Linked DNA regions of Macaca mulatta: region 2 is linked to region 1. The links are chromatin contacts, called in public Hi-C maps. All regions are on one chromosome and are shown on one strand. The core of a region is the stretch at or near the end of the contact, and the rest is flanking DNA. Distances in the headings are between cores, read along the strand shown.

Region 1 (4,552 bases), core at 1,231-3,730:
ACCTGGCCAAGTTCTTTTCCTGAGTTACCTAAAGAACTTCAGCATGTTTCCCCGGAGTTACTTCTTATCTGCCTTGATTGTGAGACCACATTTCAACTTGCTTTACATACATCAGTTGGGTTAGACTACTGATGGCCGGTGAACCTGTATCATAGAACTGGATATGTTTTACACAAGCTTTATTTGGGGTATTCTCACCTTGCTATTTCCCATGAAATACGGCTTATAGATGACAATGGGAAAATCAATGAAGAGGCTGATGTATGATCTGTGCAAGTCCAAATAAATGGTCATTTGGAAGTTTCAATAAAATCTTCAATAAGCTTTAACATGGAGTTTGACATAGTGTTAGTGACACATCTCGCATGACACAGATGTCTTCCAATTCCATTTTCTCTTTTTTTTTTTTTTTTTTTTTTGAGACGGAGTCTCACTCTGTCACAAGGCTGGAGTGCAGTGGCACCGTGTTGGCTCACTGCAACCTCCATCTCTTGGGTTCAAGCAATTCTCCTGCCTTAGTCTCCTAAGTAGCTGGGATTACAGGCACCCACCACCATGCCTGGCTAGTTTTTATATTTTTCGTAGAAATGGGGTTTCACCATATTGGCCAGGCTGGTCTCGAACTCCTGATCTCAGGTGATCCACCCACCTCAGCCTCCCAAAGTGCTGGGATTAGAGGTGTAAGCCACTGCGCCCAGCCCCATTTTCTATTTCTACTTTTATGTACCCTCTGGCACTCTTATTCTGCTGTCAGAGACATGAGAGTGTCTCCTTATTAAATGGGTTATTTTGAAATGAGTTTTTACCTCTGTATTTTGGGAGAGTCACAACAAACCAAACCATTCCAAAACTACTCTTCATGTAAAATTTCATAAATTCAAATAAACATTTCAACCCAGAAGGGGTCACTAACAAATAACAAATGCCCTACTACAATCTAAACAGAAAATAATCCTTCTAGCCCCAGCTCTCCACAGCATACTTTGCATAGGTACCCAGGAGCTAACGATAGGCATTATAGTTGGATACATCAGCTTCAAACATTTTAATCATTTCCAGAAATTAAACAGTAAAAGATGCCTGAACAGAGAAAAATATTTAATCAGTAAGAAAGCCGGTATTAATTTTATGTCTAAGGGTTATCATCTAAAGCTGTGGAAGTAAACAAGAAGGAAGATGGATTATGCTTATCCAGTTAATAGATTTTGTTAGAAAAACGAGTACAGCAATGGGAGAAGAAATGAGATCTTTTCAACCAGGGTTGTCTATCCCTTACCTTAAACTGGATCCTGGCCACTAACAAGCACATCTCAGAGCAGACAGTCAGCTCTTTGATTTCCAGAATCCCCCTGAAGAAAGACTACTGTTCTCCATTTCTTAGGGGATTTGAAGAAAATCAAGGGTTCACTGTGTCTTTGAGGACTGTCGATAGACAACTACTGCTCTGTATGCCCATGAATAGATCCCTACCAGCGAACCCCTCTTTTCTCCATACTAGAATTCATAACCCTACTAAGTTATCTTCCTGTATATTTATAGGACGTATAATTTTTCAAGATCTCACACAAACATGGTCTCCCGAGACACCCAGGAAAGGCCTTCCCCGACATCAAACAGAGTAATTCTATGGTGTGGGGGTCCAACAATGGATTCCAGGACATCCCAGATACATATCACGATAGTCTCAGGATTTTGCTCTCAAGAGGGCTTTCTGGCTTCGTTTCTATTTGGTTTCTTAAGAGAGGCGGCAAGAGAAAAGCAGGAGCCCCTCAGGTGAGCAGACTCTTAAACACAAACAAAAGACTACGATTCTGCGGCCAAAATGTGGTCCCCAACGAGAGAACCGCTTCCTGTGGTGGGCGTTCGGCTTTGGAGGCGGCAGGGAAATCTCATCCAAGTCAGGAAAGTGGGTAAAAGCAGAAAGAGAAGGGGCTGGAAGACTCGCGAGTCTTGAATAAGAAGCCCAGGCTACCCCATCCCTAGGACAGCAGTTCCAAAATGCGGTTCCCGCCCTAAAGCCCAAAGAGACAAAGGTCGTGAGTCGGGAAGCCCGGGACCCAGCGCAGCGAGCAACCGGGAGCAGCGCACACCCCAGCCCCGCTCCCTCCACATCCCGCCCAGACCTGGATCATCCCGCACGGGCGGCGGGGCCAGCCTGGGAGCGGCGCTTACCCACTTCCCAGCAGCAAGCGCAGGGACCGCTCTTATCCCGATCGTCCGGACAGCACCTTCCTATGGGCCGCGCTGCCGCAGCTTCTCCACCCGCGCCCAGCTCCGTCTGAGCTCCCTCTCGGCGAACGCCCCTCCCTCAGGCTGCCACGCGCTACACTCCTGAGTCCCGGGCCTCAGCCCGTATTTAAAGGCTTCTGCCTGAGAAGGCGGAGGCTTCATTCCCCCGCAGCCAGGCCCTCCTGGACTCTGCCCTCAGCCGCTTTCTAGCTCCCCCTCCCACTACACAAGGCCCAGGGCCGGGTCCCTATTTCCTACAGGGCCCAGGGGCGGGGAGACGGGGGCTGGTCCTGGCGGGGAGGGCCTGCCCCGCCCCTGACCGAGCTAGGCAAATCCGCTTGGGCCAGCTCAGCCGCTCCGCCCCTACCGCGAGCGGCGCTGGGCGGGACTGCGTGCGTGGCGTGTCCGCTGGACCAGGGGACTGGGGCAATCGGAGGTGTAGGCCCTTTGCTCGCCTACCCGGAGGTCGTGGGTAGCGGAGGGGTCAAGACTTGTTGTCTAGCAGCCGTCTCCCCGCCGCCCTGTCCTGGCCGAAGCAAAGGCCGCGTGCGGTCCGCGTCTGCCAGGCTTCAGGGCTGCGCGGGTACTGGGTGGGTGGTGGGCCGGGCGACCGGAAGATCCTGGCCGCCTTTCCGGTCGCCTCAGCACCCTGGAGCGCAGCCCTCGGGTTTCGGTCCCCTGGACTCTGCAGGTCGGTCCCGGTGGCGGATTATCCTCGCCCACAACCTCGAGGCCCCTGGGTCAACCACGCCTTCCGGGCCGGCAACCCAAGGTTTAGTCAGATTCCTCCAGACCCATCGCTTCTGGGAAAGAGGCGCCTCCCGTCAGGAGGATGCTGAGTTCCTCATGACTGGACCAGTGAGTGTCCACTCCCTGGTCCCTGGCGGGAGAGGCGGGACCCCCACGCCCTCCCGTTGCTCTTTGCAGAGATGTTCCTCAGGCCCAGTCCGGGATTTGGGATGTCTGTGCATGCTGTGGAGCAGAGAGTATGCAACATGTAAGTGCCGTGCGTGAGGAAGAGTACAATTAACCTATGGAGCCTGCTCATTTTTAATGTGGAGGGCATTTCTGTTCCTTTCTTTCGCCACTTCGAGGTCTTTTTAACTAAACCTCAAATCTAAGATATAAGAAAAAAAAGCCAGGCATAGTCATGGCCTTTTATTTCCCTCATTAAGGATTACATCAGGTGACGTAAGCCATTTTAACATACATCATGAAGAAAATGATTAGTAATTTATAAAGGCACATTAAAATACCATATAAGTCACGGTTTTCTTGATAGGATCATGATGGCGACTTCAAGAAAGTCGTTGAATGTGGATGAAATAGTTTGCTGTGGATTGTAGCACATGTAGCAGGATATGTAGGCTGGCTTGTTGTTTGAGACGGAGTCTCCCTCTCGAAGCCCAGGCTGGAGTGCAGTGGCGAGATCTCCGCTCACCGCAACCTCCTCCTCCCGGATTCAAGCGATTCTCCTGCCTCAGCCTCCCGAGTAGCTGGGACGACAGGCTCCCACAACCATGCCCGGCTAATTTTTGTATTTTTAATAGAGATGGGGTTTTGCCATGTTGACCAGGCTGGTCTCAAACTCCTGACCTCAGGTGATTCGCCCGCCTCGGCCTCCCAAAGTGCTGGGATTACAGGTGTGAGCCACGGTGCTTGGCCAGTAATATGTAGGCTTTCTACATTCTATGCAGTTCAGTTCATTCATCCAACAAATATTTAATGCCTGTTGTGTGTCAGACGTTATCCTAAAGGCTGAAGATACAAAAGGGATTAAGACTCAATTCCTTTGGCCGGGCACGGTGGTTTACGCCTGTAATCCCAGCACTTTGGGAGGCCATAGCAGGTGAATCACCTGAGGTCAGGAGTTCCAGACCAGCCTGGCCAACATGGTGAAACCCCCCCGCCCCCCCGCCTCTACTAAAAATACAAAAAGTTAGCCGGGCAAGGTGGTGGGCACCTGTAATCCCACCTACTCAGGAGGCTAAGGCATGAGAATTGCTTGAACTCAGGGGCCGGAGGTTGCAGTGAGCCGAGATCGCACCACTGCCTTCCAGCCTGGGGAACAGAACGAGACTCCGTCTCAAAAAAATAACCAGACAAGAAAGACTTATTGCCTTCTTGCAAAGCTGACAGGTTGAGTGGAAGAGATATATAAAGTAATTGCAGTACATAAGTGCTATAGTAGGGCATCTTTTTGAACTTGGGACATATGTAGATTTAAGTTACCTAATACAATTTGCTTTGTAATAAAAACCACTTATCTATGATTAGTCCCTTCATTTTGAATTCAAAATTTTTCTACTTAGTATTCACCTCA
Region 2 (4,552 bases), core at 1,293-3,792, 110 kb after region 1:
AAACTACTTAAACTTTCATATTATCCTCAGGCTGTGCTTTCTTTCCCAAGAGCCAAACAAGTGAGGCCTTACTTTGCCACACAATGCATATTAATTTCTTAAATCGTGCATTATCATAGAGATTTGTCAGGAAACCTTTTAAAACCATGCTTTTAATAATTATGGTTTGCCAAACATAGAAGTCCTCCATTATCCACAAGGGATACACTCAGAGAAACCCCAGTGGGCTGGACCTGGTGGCTCAGCATGCCTGTAATCCTGGCATTTTGGGAGGCTGAGGCCGGAAGATCACTTGAGATCAGGAGTTTGAGACCAGCCTGGACAACACAGTGAGATCTCGTCTCTATTAAATTTTAAAATTAAAAAATTATAAAACAACCCCCTCGTGGATGCCTAAAGCCCATATAGTGAACCCTATATATGGACTGTTTTTTTCCTATACACATCTATGATAAAATTTATAAATTAGGCACAGTAAGAGATTGACAACAGTTAATAATAAAATAGAACAGTTATAACAATATACTATAATAAAAGTAATGTGAATGTGGTCTCTGAAAATATTATTGTATTTTCGAACTGTGGTTGACCACAGAAACTGAAACTCGGGAAACCCCTAAAAGTGAAACCACGGATAAGCGGGCACTACTGTACAGTGAATACTCCCTAAAATTTAAGGTCCGAAGTCCATGTCTGAAAACTTTAAATTATTACTCAAAAAAGAAGTATTAGAATGTGAAAAAGCAGGTTACGTACTGAAAAGCATATGTGGTATGATACCACATTTGTATAAAATATATAAATGCAAAAAAGTAGTTTAGAAGGGTATAAACTAACATTTTGGTGATCTTTGGGTGGCAAGATTATTGATTTTTTTTCCCATCTGCTTTTATCAACATTTTCTCTATTACACAAAGTATTTCGTATAACCAAAAATATTAGTTATAGGCTAGCATAAAAGGTAAAAAGCTGAAAAAGAACTTCAAGAAATTTTTCCTTCTTCTAAATCAGAAGGATTCCAACTGCAGTAGTAAGAAAAAAAGATCTCAATGGCAAACACTGAAGAAAAGACTGGTTAAGAGGTTCATGTTATACCACAAGGACATACCCTTCAAGGAAATAATCTAAACTCGTAACTCTTACTGGTTTGATAAGGAGCAATTAACTATCACGTACTGTTGTTCTTTCTTGCTGTTAACCACACAAACACCTCAATTAATGAGTTCTCGGGGGCGGGGGTGAAGCGGTGTTCTTTTTAAAATCCATGTTGGAAAAAAGAGGAAAAAAAAGTTAGGACAAAAAGGTTTGGTTTTCTGGTCGCAGTGCTGTGGAGGGCCGCGGAGAGCGGCAAGTTCGGAGCAGGCTACACTAAAGGAATCTGCGCGGCCAGCCACCCTAAATGGAAGGGAATGCAAAGCCTCCTGCAACCTCCACAGCGCCGGGCGGCGAGAATGCCTCCTAAGCGTCGCAAGACTCCAACACCTGGAAGGTCTTACGCTTTCCAAGTTATGTGTACAGCTGCTAACTGTTTCTGACAATAACACACAAGAACTGGAAGGACTCTTCTGCAAATGTAGCTATTACGTGTGTGAAGCTCAACCAACTCTCTCGATGCAAAAGTAAGACATTCTAATAAGGCCACAGCCTCGGTTTTGCCAACTGGGGTAACTGAAAACATCCTACCGACTCTCTACAGCTAACAAACCGTCTCTGCTAAAATCCTGGCACATATAAACAGCCACTTTGGTGAAGTCTGCCTTTAAACAGCAACACGGGACTTCGGGTACAGCTGGTAACCAGTTTATCACACACTATTAGTTCCAATAAAAGGTGCTGCTACCTCTTCACTGTCAGCCTTGGTTCCACCTACTGAACAAACAGAAAAAGGGGATCCTTTAAATTCGCGACACAATAGGAGCTAAAAAGCTCTCGCTTTCAGGGTGGCAGCTTTCTTGTCTCACTTATCACAACAAAGGATGCATCCTAGTGACTTCACCGTACCCAGAAAGGGCTGAGGGAGACGGTAAACAAGATAGTGTGGATTTCGGGATTTGTGAGTTTTTCCTTCCAGCTACGACTCTCTTTTTACTCCATTATACGTCTCCACCCGTGTCGACAATCTGATCCTAAAAATAAAACCATCCGTGGCTACCTTGCCCTTTCCTGCCAAGCACCGACTCTGACATCCTGCAGAGAAAGCCCAATTGCAGACTCTGCGGGGGGCGCGGGCTCGGCAGCAGCGGAGCTTCTCCCAGTGCAGAATCGCCAGCCCGGCCGGGGAATCGCTAAGCCCGAGAAACAGCCCTGTTCTGCCGCAGCCGCCGCAGTCCCCGAGAGCCTGGGGAGCCCCCAGGAAAAACTGGGGCGAGGGAAGGGTGAGCCAGCAAACGCTGGTGGGAGAGGGGGAGACACTCACCCGCCCAGACAACAACCGATGGGGCGGGGAGGATGGGGGCCGGGACCGAGGCTCGGCAGAAAGACCGCCTGGAGCTTCCAGAAGGCTGCGGCTGCTCCGGACGCTGCTGCCGCTGCCGCTCCTGGCTGCCGGCTTCCTCCCCCTCCTCTGTTTTGATTCGAGTGACCACGTCACTCTTAGCCACAAGACCCGGATCTGATGGCTCCCGCGGGCGGCAGTGCAACAGATGGCAGCGCCTGGAGACTCCAGCGGCCCCGCCTGCCGAGCATGCGCACGCCCAGCGCCTGCCTTGTGCGTCTCGGGAAGCCCGGCGGGAGCCTGCGGCTTCAGACGCCTACGACACGCTGTGCGTGGGGGCGCGGAGCGCGGGGGATGTAGTTCCGGTTGGGAGGGGTGTGGCTGAGGACTGTGAAGCAATCGGGGCGAGGCCGGTTGTGTGTTGAACTCTTCCGCGTAGCCTGTTTCGTCGGCGGCGGACAGTGTTTTCTAATGTGTCTCCCTTTGCCCGAGCTAAAGGTTTTCCTCGACGGAGTCTTTAGAATACCGTGGTAGATGTAGACGTGGTTACAGATTGATGTTTGTTGAGGCAGTCTACCCCTGTAGAGTGCTTTTGGTTACTCAGGCGCGGATGGAAATTGGAGATGGGGATTACAAAAATACATCAAATGTGGCAGTTATTGGTTTCCTTTACCCTAACATGTTTGCACCGGAAACGACCAAAATTAAGTTCAACAGGAATATTAGTAAAGGAAATATGTAGTCGGGCTTGGTGGCTCATGCCTGTAATCCCAGCACTTCGGGAGGCCGAGGAGGGCGGATCACTTGAGGTCAGGAGTCCGAGACCAGCCTGGCTAACATGGTGAAAACCCATCTCTACTAAAAACACAAAAATTAACCAGGCGTGGTGGTGCCCGCTTGTTGTCCCAGCTACTCGGGGTGCTGAGGTGGAAGAATCGCTTAAACCCGGGAGGCGGAGGTTGCAGTGAGCCGAGATCGCGCGCGCCACTGCACTCCAGCCTGGGTGATAGTGAGACTGTCTCAAACTGCATAATTAAAGATATGTGACCAAAGATGACTTGCTAGTCAGGAGATAGTAGGGAAGTAGGAGGGAATGCTGTGGCTAGGCAGCCAGCCGGCCCAAGTCTTCGTTGGTTTGGTTGTAGAGCTGGAATAAGGGTGCTGTTTCTACCCAATTTTCTTTTTAGAGCAAGTTGGTGCTTCCTACTCTCCCATTCTAGCCTCTGAGTCTCCCCGCTAAATTTTGGGGACCCTGGAAATTAACCAATTTGGCAAAATGCAGAACTATATTGTTTTCTTAGGTCCTTCAGTTGGCAAACTTTAATTAAAATGGGACAAGTGACGAAGTAAAAGTGAGTCCCAAACAAAGATTTCACAAATGTGCCTCTTTGCCAGTCTTGACGGAGAGGTGAAAGCTGCAAGCTTTCTTAACTCAGATTTGATGACTTTTTCACCTACCCAGACTTCCACCTCAGCTGTTTGGTTAATTACCCCTCAACAAGCTGAATCACCTTCCCCAAATTAGTATAATTTACAAGAGATTTTTACTTAAAGTGGATCTTGAACACAGGTAAAGGTTTCTAGAAAATTAGAGGTTTCTGGTAAAACTTGAAGTGTTTCCCAGTTAACTAACTACAAAGTAGGTATAAAGAATAAAGATTTGGGTCCTTAATCTGCAATCTTGAACTCTGCTTACTCAAATTCAGAGTTTGAGATGGAATCTGGTGCCCTAATGAGCTGACACTGTACCAAAGGGTCTTTAATTTGTGGAACTCCAAACAAAATCTGTTATGCTGGAGTGCACCCATGTCCACGTATGTGTTTGAGAACACAGCTGTGTTTAAGAGAACAGTATGGTACAAAGTAGAATTGTACTGGTTGTTGCAACATTCTCAGTACTTGCTTTTTTTTTTTTTTTTTTTTTTGAGATGGCATCTTGCTCTGTTGCCCAGGCTGGAATGCAGTGGTGTGATCATAGCTCACAACAGTCTCAAACTCCTGGGCTCAGAGTGATCCTCCCATCTTAGCCTCCTGAGTAGCTAAGACTACAGACACATGCCACCACACTGAGCTTTTTTTTTTTTAATTTGTTATAGAGATAGGGTCTTGCTGTATTGT

Evidence for each region. Hi-C and Micro-C count contacts between places; a contact is called where the count stands out from the background.
Region 2: a contact with region 1 is called in a Hi-C map of liver, with 2.8 times the contacts expected there. The contact joins the promoter of SMIM14 here to the promoter of UGDH in region 1. A contact is called at or near these places in 3 of 14 Hi-C or Micro-C datasets (fetal cortex germinal zone, fetal cortical plate and liver).

What each region holds. Positions count from the first base shown.
Region 1 is chr5:38,736,076-38,740,627 of T2T-MMU8v2.0, forward strand. It overlaps UGDH (UDP-glucose 6-dehydrogenase), which reads right to left and starts at 2,481. Exons shown (of 12, transcript NM_001261103.1): 1 at 2,173-2,481. It overlaps LOC114678106, which reads left to right and starts at 1,823. Exons shown (of 4, transcript XM_028848163.2): 1 at 1,823-1,910; 2 at 2,019-2,293; 3 at 2,461-3,226. The coding sequence starts at 1,823.
Region 2 is chr5:38,843,391-38,847,942 of T2T-MMU8v2.0, forward strand. It overlaps SMIM14 (small integral membrane protein 14), which reads right to left and starts at 2,543. Exons shown (of 5, transcript XM_015138214.3): 1 at 2,417-2,543.